Linked DNA regions of Anas platyrhynchos: region 2 is linked to region 1. A link is a contact called in public Hi-C data. All regions are on one chromosome and are shown on one strand. Each heading gives the region's core, a stretch centred on a gene start, on an enhancer-like site or on the middle of the called end of the contact. The rest is flanking DNA. Distances are from core to core; before and after follow the strand shown. Region 1 holds the start of C1H2orf49 (chromosome 1 C2orf49 homolog). Region 2 overlaps LOC113839965 (a long non-coding RNA gene).

Region 1 (5,393 bases), core at 1,091-3,590:
TTTCTTTTCCATCATTTTCCCCCATCGACTTTTGGGTAGGTCACGCTGAGGCAACGGAATAGCATGTTGAATGTAGAGATCAGTGAGGCCATCTTTGTCCATCTTCACATCATTTTTGACGAGAATGTTCTTCTGTGGGGAACAGAACAAAAAAAAAAAGTGATTATTGTGACAAATTCAGAGCAAAAACAGTGGCCAAATTTCATTTTCAAAAGCCATTCTGAAGTAGTGAATTTGGCATAAATGCCAGGGTGTCAGTGCTGAGGGGGCTGGCTGTAGGGGTGACCTCCATGGGAGGCAAGGAAATGCCCTGTGCCAGTGACAGCTGATAACTCTGAAAACAACTCTGAAAACAACCCACTGCACACCAAAGCTTCAACCAAGCAGAGAAGGACACGGTGCTTCTGCTCAAATAGACCTTTAATGAAGGGCAGCAGCCACTAGGGACAGGAGACACAAAAAAGGACGCAGAGGAGAAAGCACATGAGGAGCTTTGTGAAGAGATCCTCTCCCTCCTCAGGCAAGGAACTGAGAAGGACTGACAGCAATCCACATCAGAAAGAAGAGAAGTTGAGACCAGGAAGGGAGGAGAGGTGTTTCCCTGTGTGTTTGTTTAATGGTTTCTTTCTGCCGTTTCTTACTTCGTATGCATTTTCTTCCTCTGTTCCTTGATTCTAATTCATTTTCTTCTGCTCCAGAATGGGTTTCTCCACAGACCAGTCTCCATGAGGTTTTTTCCTGCTCCAGCAAGAGCCCTCCACAGGCTGGAGCCCACTCAGAGGCACATCTGCTTTCCAGAGCCCATCACCAGCCACGTCCCCAAAATCTAATTTTTCATGAGTCCTGTTTCCCCATTCTCCTCACATCTCCTCATCTGGCTACTCCTGCACGGCCTCTCTTTGCTTCCTGCCGCTGCCACTCTTTGTAAAGCAGATTTGAGCAGTACCACTTGTGGAAGTACCACTGGTTGAAGTTTTGGTGTGCAATGGGCTGTTTTCATCACTGTCAGACAGCTGAACCTAGCTGTGACCGGCACCTTTGCTTGCACAGATAACCTCCACAGTCCACTGCTATGCAAGGCCTGCAAGTTTTCCCAATAAAAAGAGTTACACAAGAAAATGAAGTTAACCAAGGTTTTCATGCACTCTTAAACATGTTTCCCTACATCCAACTACAAAGCCAGAGCTCTCTTTTGTACCTCCAAAAACCAGGCAACTAGAACATAAAGCAGTTCAAATTCCCAGATGCGGAACTCTGCTTCTGCACCAGTTCCCAACATGTGAGTTGCTCAGAGAGACTTCTTGTCACTGTCAGTTATAAAAGCACACAGATTTTCTTTCTGAACATACACAAGGATGTGAAAACAAATTTTGCTACCTTCTACCAAATTTATTAAGAGAAAGAAACAGTAATGTCACGCAAACACAGGCCACTGAAAACAGGGCAAGTTTCTGCTGCTCCAATGAGCAGCAGAAATGCTTTATAACTTCTGATAGGGGCTCAAAATTTGTACTGTTGTGCACATAAACTATGTGAACAAGAGCATACAAAGTTGAGCAATCTCACGTAAAAGCCTTAGAAGATTGTTTCATTCCCCTAATGTTGCAGATAAGGCAGTAGCAAGTACATCAGTACTTCAGTACATCAACTGAAGCTACAAAGTGGGCTATAAGTCACTTTCAAACTCAGATTTTTCAATAGCATGCAGTTAAACATTATCTCTGCTGACCGTGAAGGACGTGTTCCCTTTAGCTCACTGAGTATGCATGCACCAGCCTTAACAGAGGAGATCGACTGTCCACAGGTAACTACTGTTGTACGTAAATGCTGCCTCACAGACACACACACAGTTTGATAAATTATTCTTTAGCAACCACAGGAGCAGGGCTCAGACGCAGCCCCTATGAGAACAAGGGGGGCAACTCTCAGGCTGCACACCTCTTTTAAGCAAGTATCCAACCTACAGAGCACAACATTCCTTTTTTTTTACATTATTTTTTAATTATTTCTTCCCTGAGTGCTTCTGGTGCGCCCGACCGGCGAGCCCAGAGAGGGGCTGGGGCAAAACCTCCCACATGGCAACCACTGGGGCCCGAGGCCGACCTCCCCCCCCCGGCCCCGGGCAGGGCCGCGCCCCCCTGCGGGGCCGCCCCACCTGCTCGAGGGTGAGCAGCAGGAACTCCTCCGAGAGCAGCTCCGGGTGCAGCAGCAGCTCCGAGGCCGAGCGCCCCAGCGGCCGCTCCGCCGCCACAGCGCCCGCCCAGCCCCGCCGCTGCGCCGCCATCTTGTGCCGCCGGCACCGCTTCCGGCCGCTGAGGGGCCGCCGGGCGGGGCTGAGGGCGGAAGTGGCGTCAGAGAAGGGCGGAAGGGAAGGGAAGGGAAGGGAAGGGAAGGGAAGGGAAGGGAAGGGAAGGGAAGGGAAGGGAAGGGAAGGGAAGGGAAGGGAAGGGACCTCAAGATCATCGAGTCCAACCTCTAACCTAACACTAACAGTCCCCACTAAACCATATCCCTAAGCTCTACATCTAAACGGCTTTTAAAGACCTCCAGGGATGGTGACTCCACCACTTCCCTGGGCAGCCCATCCCAATGCCTCACAACCCTCTCAGTAAAGAAGTTCTTCCTAATATCCAGCCTAAAACACCCCTGGCACAACTTAAGCCCATTCCCCCTCGTCCTGTCACCAGGCACATGGGAGAACAGGCCAACCCCCACCTCACTACAGCCTCCTTTAATGTACTTATACAGAGCAGTAAGGTCAACCCTGAGCCTCCTTTTCTCCAGGCTGAACAAGCCCAGCTCCCTCAGCCGCTCCTCGTAGGACTTGCTCTCCAGGCCCCTCACCAGCTTCGTCGCCCTTCTCTGGACCCGCTCAAGCACCTCCATGTCCTTCTTGTAGCGAGGGGCCCAAAACTGAACACAGTACTCGAGGTGCGGCCTCACCAGAGCCGAGTACAGGGGGACGATCACCTCCCTAGCCCTGCTGGTCACGCTGTTTCTGATACAAGCCAGGATGCCGTTGGCCTTCTTGGCCACCTGAGCACTCTGCTGGCTCATATTCAACCGAATACATCCAGCTCTTAAGATAGTTGTATTACTTATGAATTCAATTTTGGAATATTAACAATAACTTAATTGTACAAGCAACGTAACGTTTATTTACATCCACAGAGTCACAGTGATTTGGGTTGGAAGGGACCTCAAAGCCCACCCAGCTCCCCCCGCCATGTGCAGGGACACCTCCCCCAGCCTGGCCTCGGGCACCTCAGGGCTGGGACCCCCACGCCCACCCCAACGGCTCCAACGGCTCCAACGGCCGCCTGCCCGCCCCGTCACGTGACGGGAAGGCAGCGGGCGGGGCGGGGCGCGGTACCGGAAGCCCGGCGCCCGCCCCTCCCCTCCCCGCGGCCGGCGGAGCCCCAGCGAGGCCCGGCCCGGCCCGGCCGCGGATCCCGGAGCGGCGCCGCTCGGCGCTCGCAGGTGGGTGAGGGGCGAAGGGGGGGGATAAGGCCCCGCGGGGCCTGGAGGGGTTTCTCTCGCCGGGTGGTGGCCGGGGGGGGTTGCTGGGTGCCGGGCGGCAGAGGAATTTAAAGCCCGGGTGAGGCTGAGGCTTGAAACGGGCAGGGGAGGCACATCCTAAACCTGTTAACTGCTGGGGAAATACAGGAAATGCTTGGCTTGAAAGACCACATCATACCGTGATTTATTTCTGGATATGTTCTTGCTTTGGGCTAATTTCAGTTACTGGTAACTCATGAGTTGTCGTTTACCTTATTAATCTTTGGAAATGTTATTTATTATGGTTTTCAATGTTGCCTTGTAAAAGCAACTCTTCATTTTTACATATAGCAATTTGAAACAGAATTCATCTTTACTACTTGTATTTAATTTCAGGATGATTAAAGTCACGCTTCAGTGCACCAAAGTTTCACTAGGCTGCCCAGGGAAGTGGTGGAGTCACCATCCCTGGAGGTCTTTAAAAGACGTTTAGATGTAGAGTTTAGGGATATGGTTTAGTGGGGACTGTTAGCGTTAGGTCAGAGGTTGGACTCTGGGATCTCGGAGGTCTCTTCCAACCTAAACAATTCTGTGAGTCTGTGATTTGACGTTTTGTATCCACAGTATGCGTGGAGTAGGAATAATTGTGCGTGTTGTTTCTCAAAGCCAACACCGAGTGTCTTGAATGGAGAAGTGGTTGTTACAGAGCAGTCCTGGCATAGTGAAGGGTGACTAATTTAGGTCAGCAGTTCTTCATCTGTTCTTCCGAGGGCTCAGCACAGGTGTCTGCTGGTTCCATGTAACAGCAAGACTAGTCTGCAGCACAGCAAAATTACATCGACTGGTTTCAAAACACTGATAATTGCTTCATGAATTGGATCTGCCCCTTGGCAGTGCTTGGTTGTAAAAAGGAAGGTCTAGTTTGCAGAATGTGAATATTGTAAGTGCTGCTTAGCACTTAAAAACAATCTTTGGCAATGGTTGTGATAGTAGTGAACAAAAACTCCTCTAATTTCAGTGCTTCTTGAGCTTAATAAGCACTGTATGGGTCATACTTCCAAACCACATGTGTGACCATGGCTAATACTTGCTAAGTCCATAGTCTGGTATTCAGTGCTACTCACGCATCTCTAAAACGAATGCTTGATGGTATTACCAAAAAAAAATCACAGTGATTTTCATGAATTATTTTTCAGGGGCTTGAAAGTTAATTTCACTTCTTATTGTTGGAAAGTCAGGAATGGAAATGTGTTAGATGTGTTATGCCTGTGGTACCTCACTAGAAGAGTTACTAATAGGACTAAATTTTGTCAAATAAAATGTAAAGCAACATGAGACATTAACGTGTAGCACTCAGCCTTGTAGCTACTCTAGAAGTCTAAGAGCCAAAGTTGTTTTTTTTTTTTTTTTCATGTAGAGAAGATGTTTGAAAGCCACAAAGTAGTACTAGGAAGAACTGCATGCAGTGCCAAAGTATCAGAGAGCCAGCAATGGGCTTGTTTCTTGTGGAAGAAGCATTGCATTCAAATTATCTGGGTGCTACTGTGAATCTACTTCAGAACAGACTTGAAGTGAGAAGTCAGTTTGAGTCAGTTCTGTGGTTATTAACATGCTCGTTCTGGTTTGTGTAATCTGGTTGGAAACGAGAATGTAGCCCATAAAAAGAAAAAGTAACTTTTTTTTGTGCTGGTAAATGTTAAATGGCTGCCTCTAATATTCGACGGTGGTGGTTTGGTAACTCTTTTCTTCCTTACTCAGATCACCCGGAAGACACAATGAGTGTGAAAGCTTTCAAGCTCGTTTCTGCTGTGGAGCGGGAGGTGTTAATGGGAGACAAAAATCACATCAACATCGAATGCATCGAGTGTTGTGGAAAGAACCTCTACATTGGAACC
Region 2 (5,393 bases), core at 2,069-4,568, 100 kb before region 1:
CCTCTCCGGGGCACCGATTGAGGAAAACAGGGCTCCGTGGCGGGGCTGCGATGTTTTGCTTCTGACCTCTGGTGGTTAGAGGGGGCTCTGCAAGCCCATTACTTTCAGAAATAAGGGGCATGGAAAAAGCAGGCAGCCTCGGTGGTTTCCTGCTAAGAATCAGATTTGCTGTGGACGGGTTGTTATCCAGCACTGAATTTACCTTAAGTACATCCTTAGGTGATGTTTAGCTGATTGAATGAAGGCAGTCATGCAAACAACGCGATGGGCAGAGGCACGCTCAGGGACACAAGTACCTTCATTCACCCTCTTCTAGAGTGCTCACTACTCACTGAATGTCCTTATTCTGCATTTTACATGGTGTTTTGTTTTACCAATTCTCCTTCTCTAAAGAAAAGTACTCAAAATAATATATACATATTTTAGTATTGAAGACTTTGTTTATAAAATTCAATTAAATCACAGTTTTCTGAGTGATTTACACCAGGTAAACTGCAATCTTTTTTGCAGCCATACAAATTTGTAGGCAAGGGAGGATCTGGCCATAGCTTGGTTAACTAATCTGCAGAGCCACAGTGAAGTGCATACACATAAACTGTGCATTCATTAAGTATTTATAAATATTAACTGCGTATTAGCGAGGAGGAAGTTGTGGAGAATGGAAATCAGGTAACATGCACACATCTGCATAACAAAGTCAGGGCTGGGCATAGGACAGGAATTCCTGCAGTCTAGTCCTGTTTTCAGCCAGCTGCCAGGCAAAAGCAAGAACCAAATGGCTTTACTTCCTTGCACCAGCTGTAGCTGCTGCCCTGCTCCTGCCCATGCTCCAGAGGTGAGCAGCTGCATGTCTGTTGTCTGGTGGATTTTAAGTCTCAAGCTTTACCTCTGCTATGCCATTCTGAGGGCACAAAAAACCCTAAGATTTTGCCCCTGCTTGAGCTGCCTCTCCCTGTGGGGAAGTTATCCTGCACCCTGCAGGGGTAAGATGTCTCTCTGATGGAGAACAGGACAAGGCAAGTCTCCGTCTCCATCACAGTCCTCAAACTGTGCAGAAAATCACACAGCAGGGATTTTTGCTTGAGTCAACAACCTCCTCTTGAACTGCACAGCAAAATGAGGTTTGGCTTCCTAGACCCTCAGCAGTACTTCAAAATCCTTTCTGTATGAAGTCCGATGTGGGAGAGCTAGGATTAATGAAATGGCAGGGAGGGGATGAGCTGCAGGAGAGCACATTTCCCCTGCAGAGTCCTGCAAAGAAATCGGGTCACCTCAATGGGTCTGACAGCAGGGCTTCATCCTGACAAAGCATGTCTGCCTACTTTTAGCCTTGTGTACATGCAGATCCCACCAGCCTGTCCTTAGTTTTAAGCCTGCTGACTTCACTGGGATCTTTCCTTTGCTTAAATCTCAGGGCTTTTTTTGAGATGGGTCAGCAAAATTAGCCTTTTCAAGCTCGCTGGGTCTGAATTAATGAGGCTGGGGTGTTTTTGAAGCAGTCTTTTCAAAAGTTGATTTAGAAATCTTTATCCTTTATTATCCGTGCCCTAAGAAGGTAAACAGCCCCTTCAGTGTGATGTGGTATCAGAAGGCATGTCTGCGCAGCTGCAGCCACAGATACATTTTCTTCCCCGAGAACTCAAAGAACATGCAGTTTATTCCAAGGCCAAACAATTTAATTGCTGTTGAGAAGAGTTTCATTACGGGTAGCAGACAAAGTCCTCTCAACAGATGGATGTAAAATCTCCACCGCATTTCACACATTTGCTTGAAGGGAGTCCAAATCTGAAGTCACTGTGGCTAATTTATATGTATTTTTGTTTTTATTTTTTTGGCTTGTTGTACCATACATGCCCCGGCTTCTACACCTTTACACCAGCTGCCATGGGCTTGGAGAAGGGGCACAGCAGCTCAGACTCATGCCCAGACCAGTACATCTCACCCCATATCTATCAATCCCCTGGTAGGCTAATCTCCAGGCCTCCTAATGACCGCAAATGGAGACAATGACTGGGATGAGCCATTTATCAGCCATTTGATTCCCATGTGTAAAGGTAAGTCCATGAATCTGGACTGAAGGATTTACAGTAGTTACATAGGAGAAGTCCTGGAGAGAAAAGAAATCAGCTCTGCTAAGTGTGGCGTGGAGTGCTGGAGGATCTGTGGACTCATCCAAGTGTGCACAGACGACCTGGGTGAGAGCCAGGGATGAATACACAGCTCCAGTGCCCTGGTCCTACATGTCCCAGAGAGGTGTGAAATGGGTAGCTGTGGTCTGACAGCTCTTCTCAGGACTGGTGGTGAGCAAGGAGGATGGAAACAAGGATCAGAAGAGTAGAGATGCTCAGCCAAGTGCTTGTCTATCCGCCGTCTCACACTTTCAAAGCCAAGATATTCATGGTAAAGGAAGTCCACTGCATTCATGTCAAACCTTTTGAGATCTCTTACTGTACCGGGAACCTGGAGTAGAGCTAAGAGATGAGAAGCCCTGAGGCTGTTCCTAGCTCTCCAAATGATTTTCCAGGTGGATGGAACAGACAGAAAAAGAGTTTGCAGTTTATGATGTGAAATGCTTGCTTTGTTCTGAAGCAAAGGTACTCAGCTTCTGTCTTAAGCTTTAATGTTTTAGAAAAGGGGAGTTTGAAAAACAGGCCGAGGTGGAACCCAAAGTGTGAAAACAAAATGTTTCAGTGCGGGGAACTACTTCTAGCTGTGTCTTCTCTCACCCCACCCACGGATGAGCTACACAGTGAAGTGAGAGCACAGGAAATGATTTGGTATTGCTGGGTTCAGATACGGCACCTGAAAAGAGCTTTAGGGGTGAGGAAAGGAGAGGAGGGGGGAAAAGGCCCTTTTTTACGCCTTTTCATGCAATATGGAGGACATATGGAAAAGCTAAAATCCAAGGACCACCGGCAGGTGTTAGGTATTCACCAGACAGCAAGAAAGGAGGGGAGCCAATTTCAGCAAGAAGCAGCCAAAATTGCTGTGCCAGGCTGGAGGCAGTGAGGAGAGGCAGGCAGCAAATGACACAAGAAAACAGGCAAACCAGCCAAAACCTGCACAAGTCCCGCGTCAGCAATACCTCCCCCGAGTCTCGCACGGTCTCAGCCTGGGAAGCACGGACAAGGGCACGAGGGAGAAGAGAGTGAAAAGACAAGGGCAAGCAGGAGAAAGGGGAGAGCAGCACGCCTCTCCCAGCAGAAACCTGCTTCCCTTTGCTCTGTGTGCTTTTCCTATCTCACCCTACCAAGCTTGCGGCTAGTCGATTAGATCGCTCTCTCCCCCTTGCCGTTTGTGTGTCACTTCTCTGCTTATCTTGGATCTTCCCCAGGGTAGGGAGCATATCTACGTGTACACAGCCTCGCTGCACTGCAACACAGAGGTTAAGGAGAATAGGAAAGTGCTCACAGAGAGAAAACACGGCAAGTAGGGAGATATTTTTTTTTTTCTGTGAGCAATGAAAAAAAATAGAAATGTTAGTGTCTGAACTGGTTACATTTAACTGTATAAACATATTGCAAGTCTGCTGCCCTCTGTGCTGTCATTATTCCCATGTACCTATTTCCCTAACCTCGCTTACCCTGTGCAGCTAAGTATGGTGCCCTTTTACTGGAAATCAGCCCTGCCCCTGTCAGCTTTGAGAAGGATCATTGTAATGCTTGCTGTAGGGGAAAGAAAGAGGAAAATCAGTGCCTGATGTGCTAGCAGACAGTAAAACTTGAGGGTCAGAGGAAGCCACAAATCTGCCAGAGATGATTAATTCAGTGGAGAAAGTGGAAGCCTGAAAGTTTTTTTCTGTTTCATCTGTACTGTCAAATTTCTTTTCGCTTGATGCAAGGGACAGCACATCATTAGGAGAGATGTCTGAAATGAGGTGTCCTAGGGCATGGCAGACATCGGGATACCAGGCTGTTACAGGGCAGTGTGCCACCGATCGGGACCTATTGGAGCATGGGTGATATGTGCCTGGCATGTCAGCCCCTGTCCCATCCTGAGAAGTAGCACATTGGAGGATGTCAGATGCTGCCTTTTGGATGACCAAATCAGAGCCATTTTTGATAGGATCCAACCTGTGGTGCTACCACCTCATCTCCAGATTTATGGTCTTAGCTCTCCTTGGAGCAGCACCAAGATGAGTCGTGTGAGTCTGAACTGTGCAACAAGGATGGAGAATTATTATACAAGTGAAGCTGCCAGAAGCACACCTCCATAATCCCACAGTCATTGGGAATTCCCAGTAGCATATTTATTAGAGAAGAATGAACACATTTGGACAAAAATACTTTCTTAGTTGCTGACCCACCTCTGGAAAAGGAACTGCTTCCTTCAGACTGAACACACCATCTGTCTGCCCCTTTGTGTTCCCACCCTGTGTTCCCTGACCCACACAGCTTAAAAAAAATCAGACATCTCTATTCCACTATCAAGACCCTATGTAGTCCTGCCTCTGCAAATGCCCTTCTGATCTTCCCTTCCCACCCCTCTATCCCCCATAAAGCCACGGACATCTTTTCTTTCTCTGTTTACTGCTCCCATTCTGCTGCCTCTCCTTTTGCAGCTCTGCAATGCATGAAAAAAGCTTTTTGTATTCTTACCATCTCCCCTCTGAAGCTCAAATCTGTCATGGATCTGACAGGTAGCGCAGTAATATGGTAGCAATAACACATACTCTGGATCCTCAAGATGTGCATGGTGGATATATGCATATAAGAGAGCTGTCAGAGGATGCAACCAAAGGGATGCAGGACGTTCTTCTTCATCCTCCTCTCCACTCATCCATTTCTTCCTGCTTTCTGCATTGCCTCTTCATTTTTTTTCAGTGAACTCTGAACCAGGGACTTTGTTTCTGCCACTGGTGAGGCACTAAAATGAAAATAACAACGGGGAAAAAAAAAAAAAAAAAAAAGCAAACAGGGAGTTTTAAGATTTGGCCTTCCCTGGTGATAATGCAGAAGTTATTGAGTAACTGGTAAGAAACCAGGGCAAGGAGTGATGGGAAGGCTTCTGTGTAGCTGTGGTGTCTCTGGCAGCCAGGAGGCAGCAGGGAAACATAGCAACTGGATCTTAACTCCCCCTCTCACAGCTTTGGGCCCACCCCAGGAATCACCTTCACTACAACCTTGTCCAAATCTTGTCTGTTGCTGTGGGCTGCTGACAAAGCCCACGGGAAAATGTTACTTTCACTACCCAGTAAATCAAATGTTACATGTACAGCTTTCAGATTTGACTTAATCTTCATTACATCTTCCCATCTTCAAAATCTTCAAAACCCAAAGAGCTAGCTAACATTTTGTGCGTTTTTCTTACAATTTTCAATGTATGTACACATGCATGGTTGTCCCGGAGCACAGATCTAATAAAAGACAATTGTCTGCAAACAGGGATCTCAA

The links. Hi-C and Micro-C count contacts between places; a contact is called where the count stands out from the background.
Region 2: a Hi-C map of small yellow follicle shows a contact between it and region 1, with 3 times the contacts expected there. The contact joins the enhancer-like site here to the promoter of C1H2orf49 in region 1. A contact is called at or near these places in 6 of 8 Hi-C or Micro-C datasets (F1 follicle, liver, skeletal muscle and 2 more).

Annotation. Positions count from the first base shown.
Region 1 is chr1:142,571,492-142,576,884 of IASCAAS_PekinDuck_T2T, reverse strand. It overlaps C1H2orf49 (chromosome 1 C2orf49 homolog), which reads right to left and starts at 2,340. Exons shown (of 4, transcript XM_027445419.3): 1 at 2,156-2,340; 2 at 1-132. The coding sequence starts at 2,284. It overlaps TGFBRAP1 (transforming growth factor beta receptor associated protein 1), which reads left to right and starts at 3,338. Exons shown (of 12, transcript XM_027445429.3): 1 at 3,338-3,480; 2 at 5,257-5,393. The coding sequence starts at 5,274.
Region 2 is chr1:142,672,311-142,677,703 of IASCAAS_PekinDuck_T2T, reverse strand. It overlaps LOC113839965 (a long non-coding RNA gene), which reads right to left. Exons shown (of 3, transcript XR_011805892.1): 3 at 1-4,866. Among named protein-coding and RNA genes, the nearest start is that of FHL2, 45 kb to the right of the region's middle. Within about 2 kb of position 3,318, at least 4 of the 8 cell types and tissues checked have an H3K27ac peak or open chromatin away from gene starts, as enhancers often do. A contact at or near this core is called in F1 follicle and small yellow follicle, where this site is marked.